2 separate regions of the Mus musculus genome follow, and region 1 is linked to region 2. Evidence: chromatin contacts called from public promoter capture Hi-C data. All regions are on one chromosome and are shown on one strand. The core of a region is the stretch at or near the end of the contact, and the rest is flanking DNA. Distances in the headings are between cores, read along the strand shown.

Region 1 (5,145 bases), core at 988-3,487, 220 kb before region 2:
ACTGAAGGATCATGGGTAGGTTCAGAGCAAGGGCAGGAGGCTGAGTTCATACTCTTCCTTGTAATTCCAACAGCCAAGAGGCTGAAAGAGGAGGTTCAAGGTCCTAATCCCAGCACTTGGGAGGCAGAAACAGGCAGATTTCTGAGTTTGAGGCCAACCTGGTCTACAGAGTGAGTTCCAGGTCATCCTCAGTTCCGTAGGGAATCTGGAGCCAACCTGGGCTACATGAGACCTTGTCTTAAAATGATGGGACGAATAAATAGACAGTTCTCAGAGGTGCACTTAGCCCTGACCAGGACATAGCCCACATCATGGTTCCTGAGTAGCATGAGACAGAACCAGGTGTAGAAGCTCAGTGCATTCTCTCTGAAGAGCGGGGACGCTGGGGACTCTACCACCCAGGGAACCCTGAAGTGCACAAAAGATGCTGAGGACTCGGGGTCATGGCCTCAAGCAGGAAGGGGCGGGGGAAGGATTGGCGATGGTCCGATGGTCCAGAGTCATGCAGCCGTTGTGTTGTGTAAGAAGTCCGGGAACAGAGAGGCAAGTCCCGGAAGCCTGCGGACCTCTGCCAGCGGCAAGGCTTCATTTCAAAATGAAACCACACAACCTTTTCTTTCTCTCTTTTCCTTTTTTCCAGCCCCCCAGGTCTGTGGTTTCTTTCTCTTCGTGTGGTTTATTCTTTTAACTTAATGAATTTCCTTCCTTATTTATGAGCCACTGAGATGGCTCAGTGGGGAAAGGCGCTTGCTGCCAAACCTCAGGGTCTCTGTTCAGTTCTGGGGACTCACACAGTGGACGGAGAGAACTTACTCTTGACTGTTATCCTCCGACCCGCTGTGCAGACACGACACACATGCACACATGGAGAAGTTCGTTCATATAGGAATGAATGCATTAACTTTGTACTCCTGGGATGGAACTCAGGGCCTTATGCAGCCTAAGCAAGTGCTCAATACTTGGCTGTATCCCAGTGTTCTATGGGTTTAGACTATTTCATTTATTGATTTTTTTTTTTTTAGGTTTGAGACAGGGTTTCTGTGTAGCCCTGGCTGTCCAGGAACTCGCTCTGTAGACCAGGCTGGCCTCGAACTCACAAGAGCTCCTCTTGCCTCTGCCTCCTGAGTGCTGGGATTAAATGCGTGTGCCACCATTGCTGTGCTAGACTATTTTATAATAAATGAATATATTTGCTCTGTGATCCCAGCACAGAGGCAGGAGGATTGATGTTGGTTTGGGATTTAATAAACAGGGGTGGATGGGGAGGGAAAGGGCCAGATAGCTCAGTGGGTAAAGCACTATGGCAGAAGGGAGGGCTGCAGTTCCAGTCCCCAGAACCCGTGTCCACAGCGGAGACAGCCTCCTGTATTTCCGAGCATTTGTGTAAGGAGGCCCAGAAGAAGACAGGGACACCTCTCCCCCAACAAGCTAGAGAGCTGATTGACTGAAACCTTAGAGAGAGCCCCTGCCTCAATATAAGGTGGAGAGTCACTGAGGAAGATACCTTGTGTCAACCTCAGGCCACTCTATGCATGTGCATCCACACATGCCTATGCAGAAAGAAAGAAAGAAAGAAAGAAAGAAAGAAAGAAAGAAAGAAAGAAAGAAAGAAAGAGAGAGAGAGAGAGAGAAAGAAAGATTAAAAAATTTAAGATATATAAATTAAAAAGAAATAAAACACACACACAATATATATATTTATATGAAAAAAAACCAGTAAAGAGAAAAGAATAGGAAATTATCCCAGTGCAGAAGTGCATACTTGTCATCCGAGCGTGCAGGAGGCTGAGGCAGAAGGAACCTTGGATACGTGGTGAGTTCATGGCTAGCCAGGGTTACATGCAACCCTGTTTAAAATGAACACACATACACACACACACACACACACACACACACACACACACTACAACATTAGAGGAGAAATAATGAACTCCCAAAGTAAAATCTAGGCAGGTTATTAATGGGGAGGGTCATCGATGGGGGGTGTATCACAGGATCTGTGGATCATAGCTGAGTGGGTACTAAAGTGGCTTGTCCCAGGACCCTCAGCACGCTCTGGGTGGCAGAGGGCTTCCTGTGCCTCCAGAGAGACCCCCTGCGTCCTGCCCTACTGCAAACATTCCTGGGCCCCCAAACTGGAAGGAGGAAGTGGGACCCACAGCCCAGCCTTTAGCCACTGTTCAACGGCTCCCGGCAGAGCTGGGCTATAAGAGGGCCCCAGCAAGCAGGATGCCAGGAGCCTGGCCATGGCTGGAAGCTACCCATCCCCCAAGGGGATCCATCCCTTCCTGCTGCTTGCCCTGGTGGTTGGTGGTGAGTGTGTGTGTGGGTGGGGGGGTGGGGAGCTGTTCATTAACCAGCACCTTCCTAGAATAGCTGGGAAGGTCAGGGCATCCCCTGGTTAAATGCTTGGGAAGGAAAGAATGAGAGGGGGCATTGACTGCTTTCCTTCTGTTTTAGGGTTCTTTTTTAGACAGAGTCTTAAGTAGCCCAGGCTGGCCTTTGCTACATTATAGCAAATCAGCTTTGACCTCCTGGCCCTCATGCCTCATCTCAGTACTGGGGTAGCAAGCTCCCATGCTGTGTTTCTGTGGCACTGGATGTGGGACCTAGGGCTTTGTGCGTGTAAGCCACGACTCTACCCACTGAACCCAACACCAGCTTCAGCCCTTGATGGGTTCTTACTGTATGTGTGCCGCCCACGGACTCTCACTGCAGGGAGGAATTTCCAGGGAATCAGGAATTACCAGCCAAGCTGAATGGCGCACATCTTTAATCCCAGCAGTTGGGAGGCAGAGGCATGCAGATCTCGCTGAGTTCAAGGCCACCCTGGACCACAGTGTGAGACACTATCTCAAAACAAAATAATACGTGTAGACTCAAGTCAGCCCCCGACTCCTCCCCAGGCACAGGTCACTTTAAAACCATAGGTAGAACAGACTGTGGCTCTCATGGCTGGAACCCTTCAGGCTGCATTCCTGACACCTACTTCCCCTAGGCGCAGTCCAGGCCTCCAAGATTGTAGGTGGGCACGAGGCTCGGCCCCACTCTCGGCCTTATGTGGCATCCCTGCAGCTGAGCAGGTTCCCTGGGAGCCACTTCTGTGGTGGCACCCTGATCCACCCGAGATTCGTGCTGACAGCCGCCCACTGCCTGCAGGACATGTGAGTTCAGGAGACAGCGAGGGAGTGGCAGGTCTGAACTGACAGCAAAGCCCTGGATGGGTACCTCATAGTCTCTTCCCCTTCCAAAGGCTCCCTCTAGACCTGCCTCAGCTCTTCCCCATGCGTTCTCCAGGAGATTATTTCAACAGAGACTTTCTCTCACCTAGAATCCCCCAGTGAAGGGGATAGGGGAGTGGTTAGGGTAAATATCCCTTCTAGAATTCCCCAGGGAAGGGTCTGTGGGCACGGTCAGGGTAGAGTTCCTCCTACCTGCCTAGAATCCCCCAGTGAGCGACTAGGGGGCGTGGTTATGGTAGAGCCCCACCTGGATTCCTCCCAGAGGGCGTGGTCAGGGGTGGAGCACTTGGTAACGTGTTGAAGGATCGATCCGGGTTCCATCCCTTTCCCTACAACAAACAACATCCCACAACCTTCACTGCAGCTCCTGGCAGCTTGTGACAGTGGTGCTGGGTGCCCACGACCTGCTGAGCTCGGAGCCTGAGCAGCAGAAGTTCACCATCAGTCAGGTCTTCCAGAACAATTACAACCCCGAGGAGAACCTCAATGACGTGCTTCTCCTCCAGGTAGGTCGGGTTCTGGGGATCCATTGCTGCAGAAGACACGTAGGGAAAACCTACTGTGTGCCATGCTAGGACCATGGAGCCGTCATAGTGTGGGACCCGGGTCTGTCCCTTAGCTTCTGACCTGGCTGGCTGTGTTTCCTGTCTGGTGCGCTTGGTTAGTGGTCCTGTTAGACCTGGGCCTGGGGTTAAGCCTGTGGCTAGCTTGAGGTTTGGGGTTAAGGTTACTAGAGCCAAGATCAGATATAGGATAAGGATGGTTAAATTAGGGTTCGATCTAAGTCCTGGTGGAGGGGTATGGCCTATGGTCCACATGATGCTAACTTTAGGATTGCTGCTTGGACTCGGCCCAGGCTGAGAGCTAAGGGTAAGGCTAAGTTTTGGTTACCGTTATGGCTAATGACTAGGCCATGGGTAGGGCTCAGTTAGGCTTAGGGCTATGGTCAGTGTTTAGTTAAAGGGGAAACTGAGCCTGAGTAAGGGTCTGGGTCAGAATTAAAGTTAAGGCATTGAATTGAGTTTGGGCACTGCACAGCATTCAATGTGACCTCTTGTTATCTTTACTCTGCACCATGCCGGACATATCAACAGCTCTCTACAGAGCTTCCTCCAAAGGGCTAAGACTGTTCACCAAAGACGTTTTGAAGCTCTGCACAGATCAGGGTATTCAGCTGCTGCACTCCAAGCGCCGGGGATATGGGGTTTCTAGAAAGGGCAAAAGAGTGGAAGAGACGAGTCCTCACGTCCTTTTTTCCTATAGCTAAACCGGACAGCCTCCCTGGGCAAGGAGGTGGCGGTGGCTTCTCTGCCCCAGCAGGACCAGACTCTGTCCCAGGGCACCCAGTGCCTGGCCATGGGCTGGGGTCGCCTGGGCACCCAAGCACCCACGCCCCGTGTGCTGCAGGAACTGAACGTCACGGTGGTCACCTTCCTATGCCGGGAACACAACGTGTGCACGCTGGTGCCACGGAGGGCAGCAGGCATATGCTTCGTGAGTACTCAGCTCGGTCGCAGGAGGCGTGGCCTGTGATGGATCCCCATGAAGGGCGGGTCCAAGGGCGAGGCGATTCTTTGGGACGGGGCCTGCGGTGGGGCTGGCTTATGATTCGGTTCCGTGGCCTGTGGGGGAGGGCGAGCCTTATGGAAGGTGGGGGTCATCGGAGGGGCAGATCCCAGCTGACTGTGGGTCCCTAGAAATCTGGATGTCTGGGGTGGAGAGATGGGGATGCCTGGGCTAGAAGGAGGGCTAGTGGGTGACCTGGAGGGTGGGCTCCATGGGCTGGGAGGCGGGCTCTTGGAGGGCAGGGTTTTGCGGAGCCCGGGTTTCGAGGATAAGTGACATCTGAGAAAGTTGGGCATCTGAATATGGCTGCACTGCCTGTCTGTCCCATTCTCACGCA
Region 2 (5,481 bases), core at 938-3,437:
CCCAGGGAAGGAAACTGCCTACAGTCCAGAGCCCAGAGAAGCCACCACTGGTAGGGCCAGGCTGCCCATTCCAGCGTGTGCCCGTTTCTCCTTAAAGGTGGGAGCAGAGCAGAAGTCTGCCAGGATTGACTGATGGCCACAGAGGTGCCTCTCTGTCACTGTCATACCCAGGACTGGGTTGGCAGGTCCCTGCCTTCATCATTCCCAACTTGAAAAGAGCCTCAGCAGCCCACCTGTAGGAGCCAGGTCCTGGGACAATCCAAAGCTGGGCCCAAGGGCTGTAGAGAGGGGCCAAGAGAAGTTGGGGGTTCAGCTAGCCAGGCCTCCCAGATACAGAGTCCAGCCATTGATTGCTATTGGATCAGGTCCCTAGCACGGCTGATTGCAGGGAGGGAGGCACCAGGTTATGCCCCTTGTTCCTTCAAATGTCCCCAGTCCCACACAACAGAGCCAGTCCCAACCAGGCCAGGTTCCAGGCAATGCCTCATCTAACCTGTTCACTGGGGTCCCAGCTCAGCTTAGTACCTCGGGGCCCTTTACCACATTGGAAAACTCACCAGCAGTCGTGCCACCCCCAAGGCCAGGCTCCCCGTCACTCCCCAATCACAGGGTTCAGTGGCCCGCACCAGACAGCCAAGGCAGGAAGGCAGCCGCTCCCGAGCGGGCGGGACTCAGGGACTCACAGGCATTCCGGGAAGCAGAGCCGGGGGATGGCCCAGACACTTGACACACTCATGCCTTTTTTTTTTTTTTTTAACTTTTCAGAGCGTTAATCATGACATCTGAGGAGACACCCTGAGATCCCTCCCTCACCACCAGGCTAGTTCAGCTGTGTCCCTCTAGTGCATCTCTAGTACCTAGGGTGGTGGCACCCACTCTCCCCCACTTAGCTCCCTGGTGATGTGGTTTCAAAGTCACTCTCTACTACACACTCCCCCAACCCAAACCAGAAGAGGAGACTTGAGAGACGTGGCTGGGACCAATGGTGGGGCCAGGTCTGGGCATCCACCCAGGAAACCCAGTAAGGAGACTCCTTGATAGCCAGGGGTCCTGAGAACCCTCAACGCTAAAGACACCAAGTTGGGTAGGAAGGGACAAAAATACCTCACGGAGCACCAGGGTCAAAGACCACAAGAAAAAGAAAGGGGTCAAAAAGGACACTGAACAGGAGTTGATAGAAAACAACAGAAAAGAAAGGTTAGGGGGTCATGACTGAGCCTGGGGTCAAATGATCATGGCACAAGGTGGGGGTTGGGGTTCCCTCCCAGGACCAGGGTCAAGGGCAGGAGTTGCGGGAGAAGGTTCCCGGGGTGCAACCTGAGTCTCAGGAGAGGGAAGGTCCTGGGTCTAGGAGGACGGGGTCCCTGGCATGAGGTTAAGGTTCACTGGGAGAACAGGGGTCCCAAGGTGAGGTTAAGGTTCAACTGTAGATGGGAGGGTGGTGGTCTGTTAGGGTCAAGGTTCAAAGTAGATTGTATGGGAATCAAGGTGCCGAAAAGAATGAGGGGTACCTCCAAAGACCCAATACCAGAGTCAAGGCCAGGAGTGACAGGCTGTGGACAAGATTTTCAGGGAAGGAAGTTCTCACCACCAGAGGCGGGAATCCGGGTCAGCCAAAAGGAAAGGGGGTGGGGGGGTGGGGGTCATAGGAAACTGGGGTCAGTGTCAAAGACGGACAATGGAGGTCGCAATAGGAGTCGGGGTTCCCTGGGAGCTGGGTCAAAGCAGGAGTGAGAGAGAGGTCCCCGGAGATGGGGGAGTTCAGCCAAGAGGCTCACCGGCTGGGGCAGGGGCAGGGGTCGCAGCCGGACGTGGGGTCAGGACTATTGGGGCAAGACCGAGACTGAGGTCCACGCGGAACGTGGGGTCTCGCCTCACAGAGAGAGATGGGGCGCACAGGGGTCGTGACTGGGGGCGGGGTCAGGGGGGTCGCGGGGAGGGTCAGAGGTCGCGCGCGGTGCGGCACCCTCCTCCGCGTCCGCTCCCACCCTGCAGCCAAGGAACGGCCGCGAGAAGCCCGGAACCAGAGCCTGGCCGCACGAGTCGCGTGGGGATCGCGAAAGGGTCACAGTGGCGTCTCGGGCCGGCGCCTCACCTCAGACCTGATCGCTGAGCCCGCGACGCCTCGGTTTCCCGGAGCCTCTCAGCGGCCGCCGCTCACTTCCGGGTTCTGGGCGCCATGTTGCCGGCGGCGCGCACTTCCGCTTCTGCGAAGGGGCGCGGCCTTAGGGGCGGGGCCTCTTGGGGCCGGGCAGTTCTTGCTACTTGAGGGAGCTGGACCCCTTCTCTGTCCCCTGCCTGACCTTGCTGGGCTGTAGATCGTTCCTCAGTTTCCCCTTCAGGGCTTTGCACATGCCCTGGCACACTTGCAACATCAGACCCCACCAACCTCTCACACCCTTGCCATCCTCCGCTCCCTTAGAACTATCTAAAAGCCCTATTTTCTTTTCTTTTTAGACAGTCTCACTATGTGGCCTTGTCTGGCCTAGAACTCACAAAGATCCACCAGAACTCTACAAGTGCTGATCTTAAAAGCATAAACCATCATGCCTGGTCCAATCTCTAAAACCCACTATAGATCTAATTCACGTGTCTCCCTTCTCAGTCCAGACCTAGGGCAATGGCCTCAGTGGGGCTAAAGCCAGTTCAGTCACCATCCCCTTCCCAGCTGGGTATCATGAATTCAGGCCCAGAGGCACCACCATTCAGAAGCCTGTGTCCTGCAACCCTGAGATTAGATTTGCCCATAAGTAAATGAACTGTATGGATGCTGTTTTATCTCCATGTAGCTGGCTGTCCTGGAACTCCCTCTGTATACCAGCGTGGCCTTGGACTCAGAGATCTTCCTTCCTCTGCCTCCCAAGTGTTGAAATTAAAGGCATGTGCCACCATCCCAGATGAGAACCTGGCTCTTTATTGTGCCCCCAAAAAACCCCTGTCTAAGGGGCAGGAAATCAGGACTATCTGTCCTCAGGGAAGGAGACCCAGGCAGGAGTCTCTGCATAAAGTTAAGGATACCACTGGAGATCTTAAGCAGTAAGGCTATAGAAACTTGGATTTTAAGTTTAATCAGGAGTTTTTCACAGAGACCAAAAGGAAAGACAATCTAGATAAAAAGAAAAGCTGTTTAAAAGCCTGGTATAGCCGGGCAGTGGTGGCACACTCCTTTAACTTAATCTCAGCACTGGGCAGGCAGAAACAGGCCATCTCAGTGAATTCAAAGCGAACCAGGGCTACACAGAGAAGCAGTGTCTTGAAAACCAAACAACAATAAAAAAGCCTGGTATAGTGGATTGGGCAGCCAGCTTGGGGTAAAGTGCTAAGGACCTGAGCTCTATCCCCAAGCCCAGGTGTGGTGGCAGGGGTTCAGATGATCATCCCGGTGCTGCAGAAGCAGAGGCAGGAGGGTTCCTAGCCTGGTGGGCACATTCCAGGTCCAGGAGGGACCAAGTCTCAGGGAGCAATACAGGTGGTACCTGAGGAGTAACTTTGAAGGTTAACTTCTGACCTACACACACACACACACACACACACACACACACACACACACACACGTGCATGCGCGCGCACACACACTGTACACAAACACATACACCCCCCACGCGCACACACAGAATAAAGAGTTTGGAAGTGTGAGACCCACTAGGAGGCTTGAGTCCCACACCCAAGAATCCAGTTCCCTCTCACCTTAGTCCTCTGAGATATGTGTCACCTGCATTCCCCAGGGGAAGAAATGGAGGCAGAGGACTATCCTGAAATTAGTCCCAGGTCACCTAAGGAAAGGCATGGAAGTGACCTCTGCCACACGTCCAGCACGGGAAGCCATGAAGTCACAGTGGATAATCTTGCCTCAAATGGGGGCAGTTTGCCCAGCCCAGGGTGTATCTAGCCCTGTCAGCCCGAAGGAATCTGCCAAGCTGGGGATGGCTAGGGAATTAGTCAGATTTGGGGATTTCCAAGGAAACACAGGAGTCAGCCTCAGAAAGCAACAGGGACCTGGCTCTAAGTCCATGGCCCAGGTTTTTGTTTGTTTGTTTGTTTGTTTGTTTTTGAGACAGGGTTTCCTTGTAGCCCTGGCTGTCCTGGAACTCACTCTGTAGACCAGGCTGGCTCGAACTCAGAAGTCTGCCTGCTTCTGCCTCCCAAGTGCTGGGATTAAAGGCGTGTGCCCCATGCCTGGACATGGCCCAGTTTTAAAGATGCAGCAGCATGGGCTTGTTGTGTGACCCCAGGAAAGGCACTTTACTCCTCTGAGCCTTTAAACTAAGGAGCTACATGCTAGGTTGTTCCACTGACCACACTGACAAACTGTGGCTTCGTTTGTTTTGAGAACAGTTTCATGAACTCAGGCCAACCCCAAACTCAAAAATGTAGCCAATAATGACCTTGAACCGGGTCGGTGGTGGCACATTCCTGTAATCCCAGCACTTGGGAGGCAGAGGCAGGCGGATTTCTGAGTTCCAGGCCAGCCTGGTCTACAGAGTGAGTTCTAGGACAGCCAGCAGCCAGGGCTACACAGAGAAACCCTGTCTCGAAAACAAAACAAAACAAAACAAAACAAAACAAAACAAAACAAAACACAATAACCTTGAACTCCTGATCCCCACTTTCCAAGTTTTGGGGATGACAGGCATGTGCTGGGGGTGACAGGCATGTGCTGGGGTGACAGGCATGTGCCACTATGTCTGGTTTATGTGGTGTTGGGGATGGAACCCAGGGCCCGCTGCATGCTGGGTAGTCCACCTTCAGAGCCCCAGCCTAGTTTTAGCTTTACGATTTGATATGGGGGTGGGGGGGTCAGATACATAGGGAGGGATGAAGCCCAGCACCTTAGGCTAAATAGGAAAGTACCAGCACTGAACAGCTCTGCACAGCCCATGTCATTGTTTCAAAGGATAGAAAGCCCTGCCAGGGAGTGCTAAGGAACTTCTGGAGCCCTCAGCTTCTCAGACTGGAGCAGCCCCAGCCCCAGCTCCCCTATTGAGATCTGCCCACCTCCCGCCCTGCCCTACCAGCAGCCAGCTAGCTTCCGTCCAGGTTCCCAGCCATCAGGCAGGTGCACCAGCCTGGCCATGCAGGCCTGGACCTAGGGATTCACTTCCTGTTTCCCTACAATCTGGAAAGTCCCGGTGTTCCCAGGCTGCCACCAAAGCTTCTCCTCCTCATGGTCCCCCTGGCCACTTCTGTTTTCTATACCCACTTCCCCTGGTGGGGGCCCCCAGTCTGGCACCGCCTCTTCCCCTCTCCACCTCCACCACCCTTCCATCTCCCTTTCTCAAGCTCTTGCTGGGTTTTCCTCAGTATGGAAGGGGACACTGAGGCAGGAGCAGCCGCAAAGGATATATCCACCCACCCCCATCTCCCTGTCTCTCTCTCCTCCCAACTTTGTCTCTCTTCACACAGCCACCTCACCCCAACAGCCAGCACGGCCCAGTGCAGGCATCCTCCTCCTCCAGTGGCTGACCCACCTGTAGCTCCTTG

What was found. Capture Hi-C pulls out chosen DNA fragments and counts their contacts.
Region 1: a promoter capture Hi-C map of liver shows a contact between it and region 2. The contact joins the promoter of Prtn3 here to the promoter of Sbno2 in region 2. A contact is called at or near these places in 12 of 39 promoter capture datasets (the C10 cell line, the HPC-7 cell line, the SN4741 cell line and 9 more), 12 of 115 datasets of contacts at active chromatin or transcription factors (bone marrow-derived dendritic cells, embryonic basal ganglia, embryonic forebrain and 7 more) and 4 of 9 other capture datasets (adipose tissue, embryonic stem cells, liver and 1 more).

The regions. Positions count from the first base shown.
Region 1 is chr10:79,877,430-79,882,574 of GRCm38.p6, forward strand. It overlaps Prtn3 (proteinase 3), which reads left to right and starts at 2,238. Exons shown (of 5, transcript NM_011178.2): 1 at 2,238-2,313; 2 at 2,999-3,164; 3 at 3,607-3,748; 4 at 4,506-4,736. The coding sequence starts at 2,247.
Region 2 is chr10:80,100,515-80,105,995 of GRCm38.p6, forward strand. It overlaps Sbno2 (strawberry notch 2), which reads right to left and starts at 2,188. Exons shown (of 32, transcript NM_183426.2): 1 at 2,096-2,188.